Regions from separate parts of the Zea mays genome. Here region 1 is linked to region 2. The links are chromatin contacts, called in public Hi-C maps. All regions are on one chromosome and are shown on one strand. The core of a region is the stretch at or near the end of the contact, and the rest is flanking DNA. Distances in the headings are between cores, read along the strand shown. Region 1 holds the start of LOC100274042. Region 2 holds the start of LOC100275484.

Region 1 (4,671 bases), core at 1-2,500, 150 kb before region 2:
CTCGAGATTGACGAGCCAACTGTTTGCTCCTGATCCAAACCCTCTGTGGAGGTGGTAACCTGGTAAGCTTCCATCCAAGCACACTGTAATGGTTATCACAAGAAGTAAGCATCAACCATTACCAGCACTGCCCTGCTACAAGCTAGACTAAAATTTCCAGCACTGGAATTCTGACCAGAATTGAGCTGAACTACTTCAAGCGTATAAAGTTCTGGTACATCGACTTGCTGGGGAATCTAGCTATTACTTTAAAAATTCTAATGAAATTGATACCCGACACTTTGATTAACAAAGGTGTGCATAGATCTTTCAAATTCTGATTTAGTAAATTCACACGAAAAGTATATCTGAAATAGATCAAGAAAAGGAAAGCGAACGCCACCTTACAGCAAGTTCAAATCTGGAGCAATACAAGCAAATAAACGAATTGTTTGGTATTTGCAATAGTCAGTTGGCAATCACCTAGAGTCCTAGACACATGCTAGAAACCACATGCAATTGATAGTTTTGAGTTCCTTTTGCCCCAATCAGGTAACAATAATTCATCATGAAAGATAAAAAAGAAAACAATAGTTCATCATGACAACCACCAACGGTGGCAGTGGCATGGCTAGATCCACACCCATACATTTGTCAGGATCAGGATCAGTGCTAGGACCAAACAGATGGCGAAACGGAAGAGGGAGAGAGAGAAACGAAACGGGAAATCACAATCCAATCTATTATATAGATGCGCTGACCAACCAAGGTCAACACTGTCGGAACATGCTTCACAGTTCACACAACTCAATGACCCAATCAAAGAACACACTCTCGAGTCTCGACCCAGTGACTGAACCCAAGAACTCGCGTGGGCGTGGCTGCTGATAAAAAAAAACTAGTCTTCGCAACAAAATATATACAGATTAAATAATGGCACAATCCCGCTGCAGGAGCTGGAACCAGAGGAATTACCCGCTCCCTTGGCCGCCGCCGACTGGATGAGCGTGAGGCCGACGAAGACGCCGTTGCCGCCACCGGAGTTGGCGGTGGTGGCGTACACCTGTGTCTCGTTCCACCACGGCTCTGAGCCACGCGCCAGGCTTGCGCCTGCCGACAGCGCAAGAACCAGGGCAAGAACCCAGGAGGAGGCCATGGCTCAATCTGGCTCCCCCTCGCCCCTCCACGGCGTCCCCGCTCAACCTGTTCGCGGATGAGCAGTGAGCACGGGGAGGAGTGGATCTAGAACCACAAGGGAGAGGATGGGGGAGGAGAAGGGAGGCGAGCGCAGAAGCGGCCAAGGAAGGAAGAAACTTTATACGCAGCAGAGGCAAGCGCACTGCGCAGCTGGCTGGCAATGGAGGTTTCTGTAGTGTACAGTGCTAGTGCTAGCTGCGACGTGTAACGCATAACGCGGCGTGCCGTTGCCTGGTGTTGGTGCAATGGTGCGGCGTTACAGGTGCGTGAAGTAAAGTATCTCCCGGAATGAAATGGGAGAAGCGGAGAAGCCGGTCGGTGGAAACGGAATTACTGGGAGGCGGTGGACGGTGGTGGAGGTGGAGATAGGAGGAGGAGAAAGAAAGTGAAAAATGGCATGGGAAAACCGTGATTGCGGTGCATACTTGCATTATTCACCGCTTTTGGTGAAGGGGGAATCAAAACGATCTCGGCGGCCCGCCATTGGCCCATTGCATTGCACTTCAGCTGTGTGTGCTCTGGCTGCTGCAGGGTGTGCCGTTGTGGTTGGTGTCTCCTGTCGGGCTTCATTTGTGATGGGAGGTGCAGCAGCTTTTTATTGGGAGGTGTACCGCAATTGCCCTAGCCGCATAGCTTTCCTTGGAGGAATCCTAACGGCAATTGTAATTCGTAATGGTACCAAGTTCAGCTCGCTATAAATAGTTTATGGACATGTTTGAATCCCTTAACTAAAATAAAGCCCGTTTGGTTTGAGGGTCCCTAAATTACCAAATGGTAGGACTAAAACAGGAACTAAATTATTTTAGTCTATAGTCTTTTAAAGGGTGACTAAAATGGACTAAATCATATAAATTCCACATTTTGCCCCTCATTTATTTCAGTTACACTAATAACGAAAGAATGCTAAGGAATATTTTAGTTCTCTTATGACTATTAATGTATTTGAATACTTTTAGTCTCTATAATCAAATAGGTAGGGACTAAACTTTAGTATCCTAACTAAACTTTAGTTCCTGGACTAAAGTAACCAAACATGCCCTAAACTAATTAAACTTTAGTCAGTTTAGGAGCTAAATTTCCAAACACAATGAACTAAAAGTGACTAAAATGTTTTACCTCCTTTATCCCTAAAGAGGAGCTAAAACTGACTAAAACCTCTACTCTCTCTCTCTCTCGTGTGCTAATTGTCTTTTTAGACAAGATTCAAATCAAACTTATATAATTTTGACTACAAATAATTATTTTGTTATTTAGTTTAGAAACCTAATATTTATATGCACCGATTTATCATAAAAGGTACTATTATAAAAGTATAAATGTATTAAGAGTTTATTTGTATTTTAATAAAAAAATATTGGTCAAAGTTATATTTTAGAGATCATGCTATTATCTTAAAGGATAACTAATAAGAAAGCGAAGGAAGTTCTTTATAGCTGATACCCTTGGTCCCCCACCCCACTTGCAGCCCTCACCCGGCTCTCGTTCACTTCGGTTGCTGCGTCCATCACCTATTGGTGGGAGCGGAGTATGTTTGGACGACGAAGGGGCATATATGTCTTTGTGAACAACATTAGTCTCACTAATGATTGTTTTAGTCACTTGCTCCAAATAGATGGTGGCTAAATTTTAGTCACTCATTTTAGGTCATGTTTGGGAGGGCTTCACTTTAAGTATTACAACTTTGGTTTTCACATGAAATAGCTTCAACAAATTGGTAATGTGTGGTTCAAAAGTGTTTGACTTGCACATAGACTATCGCTTCTATAATACAATTAATTTGTGTGATTTTTCTTAATTACCCTTGATGATTAACGGGTGTAGAAAGAGACATAGATTAGTAGGTCATGTAAGCAATGGCATGGTGGGTAATTTTTGTGCAACTTCATGAGGAGGTATAAAAACAGTGTTTTTGAAGCATCCTTGAAGAGCTTCAAAATTTTCATGAAACTGGCCTCAGTTTTTTTTTGAAATTAGAGCTTGTGGAGCCGAACCTGTTTGGATAAAAGAAGCTAAAATTGACTTGAAATTCTTGAAGTGAAGCTCTAACAAACAAGGTCTTAGTCACTTTGGTTTAGCCTCATGGATCCAAACAGACCCTATGTCAACATTTATCATATGTAGCAAGGAATTACATGAAGAGAAAGTGATGTCATCTATGAATCTGGAGTAAGTTTACACGCAGAAAACAAGGTGGTATAGAGAGTGCATGCAAGTATTAAAATAGGTATATGTATCTATATAGATACATTGTTGCAAAGATTCACTATAGTGTAGTATGTAGATGGCATGTATGTTGTCATAGAGAGCACGCTATATCTACACCATTACGGCTGCCCTAAGGACATGTACAACCTAGATACTATATTATGGTTCTCCAAACACTAAATACACCTAAGAAACTCATTCATATAACTTAATGTATATAAACCTTATTATCTTATTCACTAGAAAACTTCAATATACATCTTATTTATATGGGTTGTATGAATGGAATTGTATAATAAATATAGAGAACCGTGCTAGAGATTTTCCTTCACCAAGATACATCTTTGACGTTTTTTGCACTTATCCTCTAAGATACCCCTTAAGATCAGCGGAGGACGTCAGAAAATCTAAGTGTTGCTAATGCAACGATGAATAAAAAATTACGACAAAGTTTAAAGCAAATTATAGCTACAAAAAAGTAATAGATGTCGAAAAATACCTTATTTAATAGTCATCTTGATTATAACAAGCTTAAGGGGTAAATTGAAGTAAAACCAAATGCCATATAACGAATAAAATCTGGAAAAAAGGAAAAAATGAGTTATCGATGGCAAATTGAAGTAAAAATTGTTTAATAAGTGAAATAAGAATATACCTCTAGTTGAGTCTAGTTCTAGGAGATCTAGGCAATTGCATTTGTCTAGTTTTCTTATTTTGAAATGCCTTCTTGATTTTCTGAAGGTCGAGTCCTTCAAAAAATCTCTTTCAATGTAGCACACCATCAAGTCATTTAAACCAACCATCGAACATCTTGTTGCGCAACTCAGTCTTAATAATTTTCATAGCTGAGAAGGCCCTTTCAACTGTTGCAGTCGCTACCGGTAACAACAATGCTAACTCAATAATTTGATACACCAATGGAAACACAATATGCCTCTCAAGTTGAACCATTGTCTTTGATAGACTAGCAAGATCACAACAAGCTTTGAACTCTTCAAATCTTCGTACATGAATAATAAAAGTTCTTAACTGATCTTTTATAGTCTTGCGATCATAAGAAAAATCATCAGAATAGATATCCGCGAGCCGAGCAAGCTTATCCACATCAAACTTAGAGAATGAATCCCTTGGGTCAAGACAAGAAAAACACACAAGCAACTCTTGAGATAGCTCATTAAAGTGATGATCGAACTCTGTGGTGATAAAATCTATAGCAACATAGAAAGTATCAACACGATAAAAATGCTCTATGGTAAGAAGAATTGAAGAGTTCATTTGCAAGGCAGAATG
Region 2 (4,682 bases), core at 1,370-3,869:
GCAATGAGCCACAACCACAATAATTCTGTTTGGCTGTGTTGCCCAGATTCGAATTCAGAACCTCTAGCACCACCAATAACATATTGTGTCGCATTAACAGACAAGTTTAACCAAAAAAGATTAACATCGTAAGGGGATGGCCAAAGCTTTATTTTTTACTATTTGCATTCAACACGTGGCATCCATTTGCATCACGGACAGGGACCGCACCATAAAAAAGCACGGACCGACAGCGATGACCTGTAAAAGCCCCCAACAGTTACGTAAGAAGCAGGGAAGAAGAACAGACGTACGAAACTGGTGCTTTACTCTATCTAAATCTAATGTTTGGTGTATTTTTTACCAATACCATACTTCATATTGTATGTAATACTTTTGGATATTGAAATATGATACTGGGAATAGCTTCTCCTGATACTTAAGCTTTTATGTCTTTTGGAGGCGATGTTGGTTTGGCTGTGAACTTTAAAACCGTCTTTCCTTCGGTCACCTTGTGTATTTCTATTTGGATGAATGGAAATAGCGCAATGTCTTCGTGTAAAAAAAACAATGGTAGTAACATAACAGTGAGACATTTAAAAAACAGAGAACTCAAGCACTTTTCAATAGACTTTGGATAGCATTTGCCGAACTCGTCAAAAATACCGTAAAGCTCTAGTAATACAGCCATTATTGGCTAGCATGCCGCTGATCTCTACTATGCTCCAACCTTCTTCCTCAGCTCATCAAGAATGGACGGGAACTGCTGCGACAGCTGAGCAAAACCATCCGTTAACACAGCCTTCGTCTTGAAGCCCTTCCCCTCCCCGAAGAACCCAATGCACTTCCTTTTCAGCTGTGGGCAGTTATATATTTCGGCACAGATCAACGTAGCAGAAACTGTATCCACCGAGACATTATTCCACAGCTTGCTCGCGCACAGGATCTTCAAGCGATCCAACTGGAACCGGTCAGCAGCAGCGAGCAGGTCCTGAAACGCCTCGCTGGGGGCTTCTTCAGGACACGCATCGGTGTACACGAAGCGGAGCATGGCCTTGAACGTCGCTGCCGTGATGCCATGCAAGGTGATGGACGACATGGTGGCTTCCGCCATGGAGCCGAAGAACTGCGCCTTGAAGACCGGCGAGCGGGCGGCAAGCACGGCCCGGTGAGCAGCGAACCTCTCGCCGCCGACAACGAACGAAACGTCGGAACCGTCCGTGGAGCCCAGCAGGAGGCCGCCGAGATGGATCCCGAGGTTGGAGGGCGGCACGTCGAGAGGGTCCTCCTGCAAAACTTTGACGGCTCCCACGATGACGAACGAGCCAGAATTCGTCACGTAGAACGACTGTAGGACGCTTCGCTCCACGAAGCAAGGCCAACCATGGATGTGCCTGCCGCCGGCCTTGGGTGAGAAAACGTGCACCAGCTTTTTCTTATGGGCCAAAGATGGAGTGCCTTCTTTGTACATTACAAAGGCCTCGAAGACAGCTTTGACGTCTTTGGATTCGCTCTCATGACAGAGGTATATAGATAGGTACTCAACGTTGCTCTCTTTCATACCTCCGATCCTACGCGGGAAGCAGATGATCCTCCAGAGGTGCCCACCGGCGAGGATTTGCTCCGACCTGACTGAGTGCTCGACGGCGACCTTCTCCGTCTCCACATAGTTGATCTTGAATTTATGTGTGAAACAGGAACTGATGAGCACGCTGTCACTCATGTCTACAGTAGCTGGATGCTGGGGCAGGAGGCCGGCCATAGATACAACAGTAGATATAAATAGAGACGCCTAGCACGTAACTATGGTCATTTGAGAATCGGGTGTGGCGCCTACGGGACTGAGTCCGACGCCTGGAGCTCCGAGCAGCCAAGAACGATGATCCAAGTAGTGGAGATGGACCGTCTCCGCAACAAAACAAGGAATTGGAAGGGACGAGAGACCTACAAGGAGTAATATTGTTTGCGTTGCTTACTTTAGTGCGGTTAATTTGGTGAGATAGCAGCTGTAATGTGTACAGTTCCTCGCTCAGCGTAGTTTTATGGGCACTTATATTTTTCAAGTTTAATTGTAATTTTCCCTTCATTTAGAGACAGTTTAGGGGCAAGAGAATTGGAAGGGACAAGAGACCTAGAATCCACTTTATATTTAATATTAAATACAAAGATATTTTAACTCTCTCAATCCCTTCTAATTTTCTTGTTTCCAAACTAGACCTGAACGTTGTGACTTTTTCCCGGTCTTTCAAAACGATTGGAAAGTTTGCCCATGTTCCGCTCAGAGGAGTTAAACCATGTCAGTTTAGCTAAAATTAAGCTTTTTATATGAATTTGCCCCTATGTTTGTGAGTATAATGTGTTATTCTAAACTCTGTTGAAATCAAATATTTGGATAATATTTTGAAAGAATTTTTACAACAAAATTTGTGAATATCAAAAATCCAACCAAATTTTAACATGTTGCGCATACTTAAGTACCATTTGCAGAAGTTGGAAGGGTTAGGAATTAGGATAAGGCGTTACCGTACTTGGATTGTCTTTTAAAATTACTGAAAAATTCTTTTTGAGGCCAGGTCTCCTTTCAGCTTGTAAACTCGAAGCTGGCCATCTCGGGAAGCCCAGCCCACCAGAAGATAACAAAAAAAACTGCCATGACAGCCCAGTCCATCCAACGCAACGCAGCTGTGGCCTGTGTCTGTCTGCGCCGTCTGTCTGCGCCGCGCCTCGCCTTCCTCTCCCGCCGCCGTCGTGGTCGTGGACGCCATGGGCCGAGGCCGCAACCGCAAGCCCCGCAACTTCGCCACGTTCCGCCTCTGCCCGCGCCCCGGGGCTGCCGATGCCTCCGAACGCGTCTTCGTACGCGTCGACGACAACCCCTACTCCGTCCCCGGGTTCGCAGACGATGATGGTCTCTCGTCCTCCACCGCCGTCAGGGGAGACGGCGGCGAGCCCGACCCGTCCTCCTCCACCTCGACCGACGAGGGCGGGTCCCCCCTGCCCGAGCACGTCCGCCGAGAGATCATGGAGCTCGGCCTCCCCGACGACGGCTACGACTACCTCGCCCACCTCCGCGAGCTCCGCCCCTCCCTCTCCTCCACCGGCGGCGGGGGTTCTTCGGCCGTATTCCTCCCCAGCCGCCGCCTCGCACGCTCCGGCCTTCCCGTGGACGTGAAGGTCCATCCGTATCTGCTTCCATCAGCATCCCGCGCTGTTTCGTGTGCCTTCCGAGGTGCCTAACTCGTTCGCGCGTCGTGCAGGCGTACGACTTCACTAGTACCCCGCTTGGTTCCGGGGAGGTTGCGGTGGTCGCGGCTAGTCGGGCTGAGGAGGCTATTGACCTGGATGTCACCAGGCTGCTTGACGGGAGCGATTCGACGGCCGTTGAGTCGGGGGATGAGGATTTGGAGGAGGACTTTGTTATCCTTGCGAATGAGCCAGATGAGAAGCAGGAGAGCGAGGAAGAGAATGTTGCTGGAAGCAAGGAGAAAGCTCTGCAGCTGCCTGGCGATCAGTTTGTTTCGGTGAGCTCAGCGTCTGCTTCATGATCATACTGTCTGCGAAGAAAGAGCTGTTGATCTACCTGCAATGAGTCACTCTACTAGCTCTGCTCACTGCAGATATCAAATAGCACGTTTGCTGTTTAACCTCTGAATTTCCTCATGTCAACACTTCAGTGACTAAGCTTCCATCACTAATCTAACATGGATGTGAGATTCTTGCATTCTAACTTTTTGGGTTTGCTTGTGAGCATTCACGTGCGCAGATTTGACATTATTTCTACTTGTGATTCAAATTCCATACGGAATACATTGATCTGTTGACCTTTTATTCACCTGCAAACCAGTGTTCAAGGTTTTGACTTGTGTGTGATATGCAATTCACAGCTTGCTTTCGAAGAATATGCGGACAGTGGAGTTGGTTGTTGTGTTCAAGATGCAAAGCATGAACTGTCCCAGGAGGTTACAGATAAACTGAAACCGCCTCACAGCGAAACCTTCGATGCTGATAAAAGATGCAGGGCACCCACACCACAATATGTTGCTCACCGGATACTAGAGTCAAACGAGCAAATTGATGCGTCTTCTAATGCCATCTCCGAACATGTTCAGTACGCTGAAACATATGAAGTCAGCGAAGAAGAACAAGCGATTCTTGCTCCAGAAAGTAGCAAGGGGTCTGCGGTTATGTACTCTACTGCCACGGTTTCTGGATCATATCTCGATGTTAAATTGAAGTTTCCAAAACATTCCCCTGGAGAAACAAGTATGAAAAAATCCATCATCAGAAAAGGAATAGAGAAGCTTCCTGCAGGGTATTCACCTCAGAGGAACACTCCGACTGGTGAAACTAAACAGGGACCCTACAAAGGAACGAGACAGGAAGGGACAGAAAGCTAGGTAATAAAACTGATGCATGTTAGGTTTCTCATTTCAACTCTTGAACATTTTAGTTCAGTATATCAAACAATGTTGCTGCATTGAGATAAAAAAAACACAGTGGCTATACTCCTGTTGATTTATTTATCAAACATTTTAGTTCAGTATATCAAACATTTTAGTTCAGTACAAAACTTGTTTGGGTCCTCAATGTTTTTAAGCTCGATTTATACTTTGTTTAATAATCACCAAACACGATCTCACACTGTTCTGTTATATAACATTACAGATCCAGGACCAGACCTACTGCGTTTTAAAAAAAATGTT

The links. A called contact is a pair of places that touch in the nucleus more often than the background predicts.
Region 1: a Hi-C map of leaf shows a contact between it and region 2, with 5 times the contacts expected there. The contact joins the promoter of LOC100274042 here to the promoter of LOC100275484 in region 2. A contact is called at or near these places in 3 of 25 Hi-C or Micro-C datasets (all in leaf).

The regions. Positions count from the first base shown.
Region 1 is chr7:177,302,914-177,307,584 of Zm-B73-REFERENCE-NAM-5.0, reverse strand. LOC100274042 reads right to left here and starts at 1,250. Exons shown (of 12, transcript NM_001148423.1): 1 at 955-1,250; 2 at 1-83. The coding sequence starts at 1,135.
Region 2 is chr7:177,154,935-177,159,616 of Zm-B73-REFERENCE-NAM-5.0, reverse strand. LOC100275484 reads left to right here and starts at 2,619. Exons shown (of 4, transcript NM_001149547.2): 1 at 2,619-3,153; 2 at 3,237-3,500; 3 at 3,864-4,376; 4 at 4,645-4,682. The coding sequence starts at 2,743. The coding sequence ends at 4,376. It overlaps LOC103634409 (BTB/POZ and MATH domain-containing protein 1), which reads right to left and starts at 1,741. Exons shown (of 1, transcript XM_008655935.3): 1 at 641-1,741. The coding sequence starts at 1,741. The coding sequence ends at 698.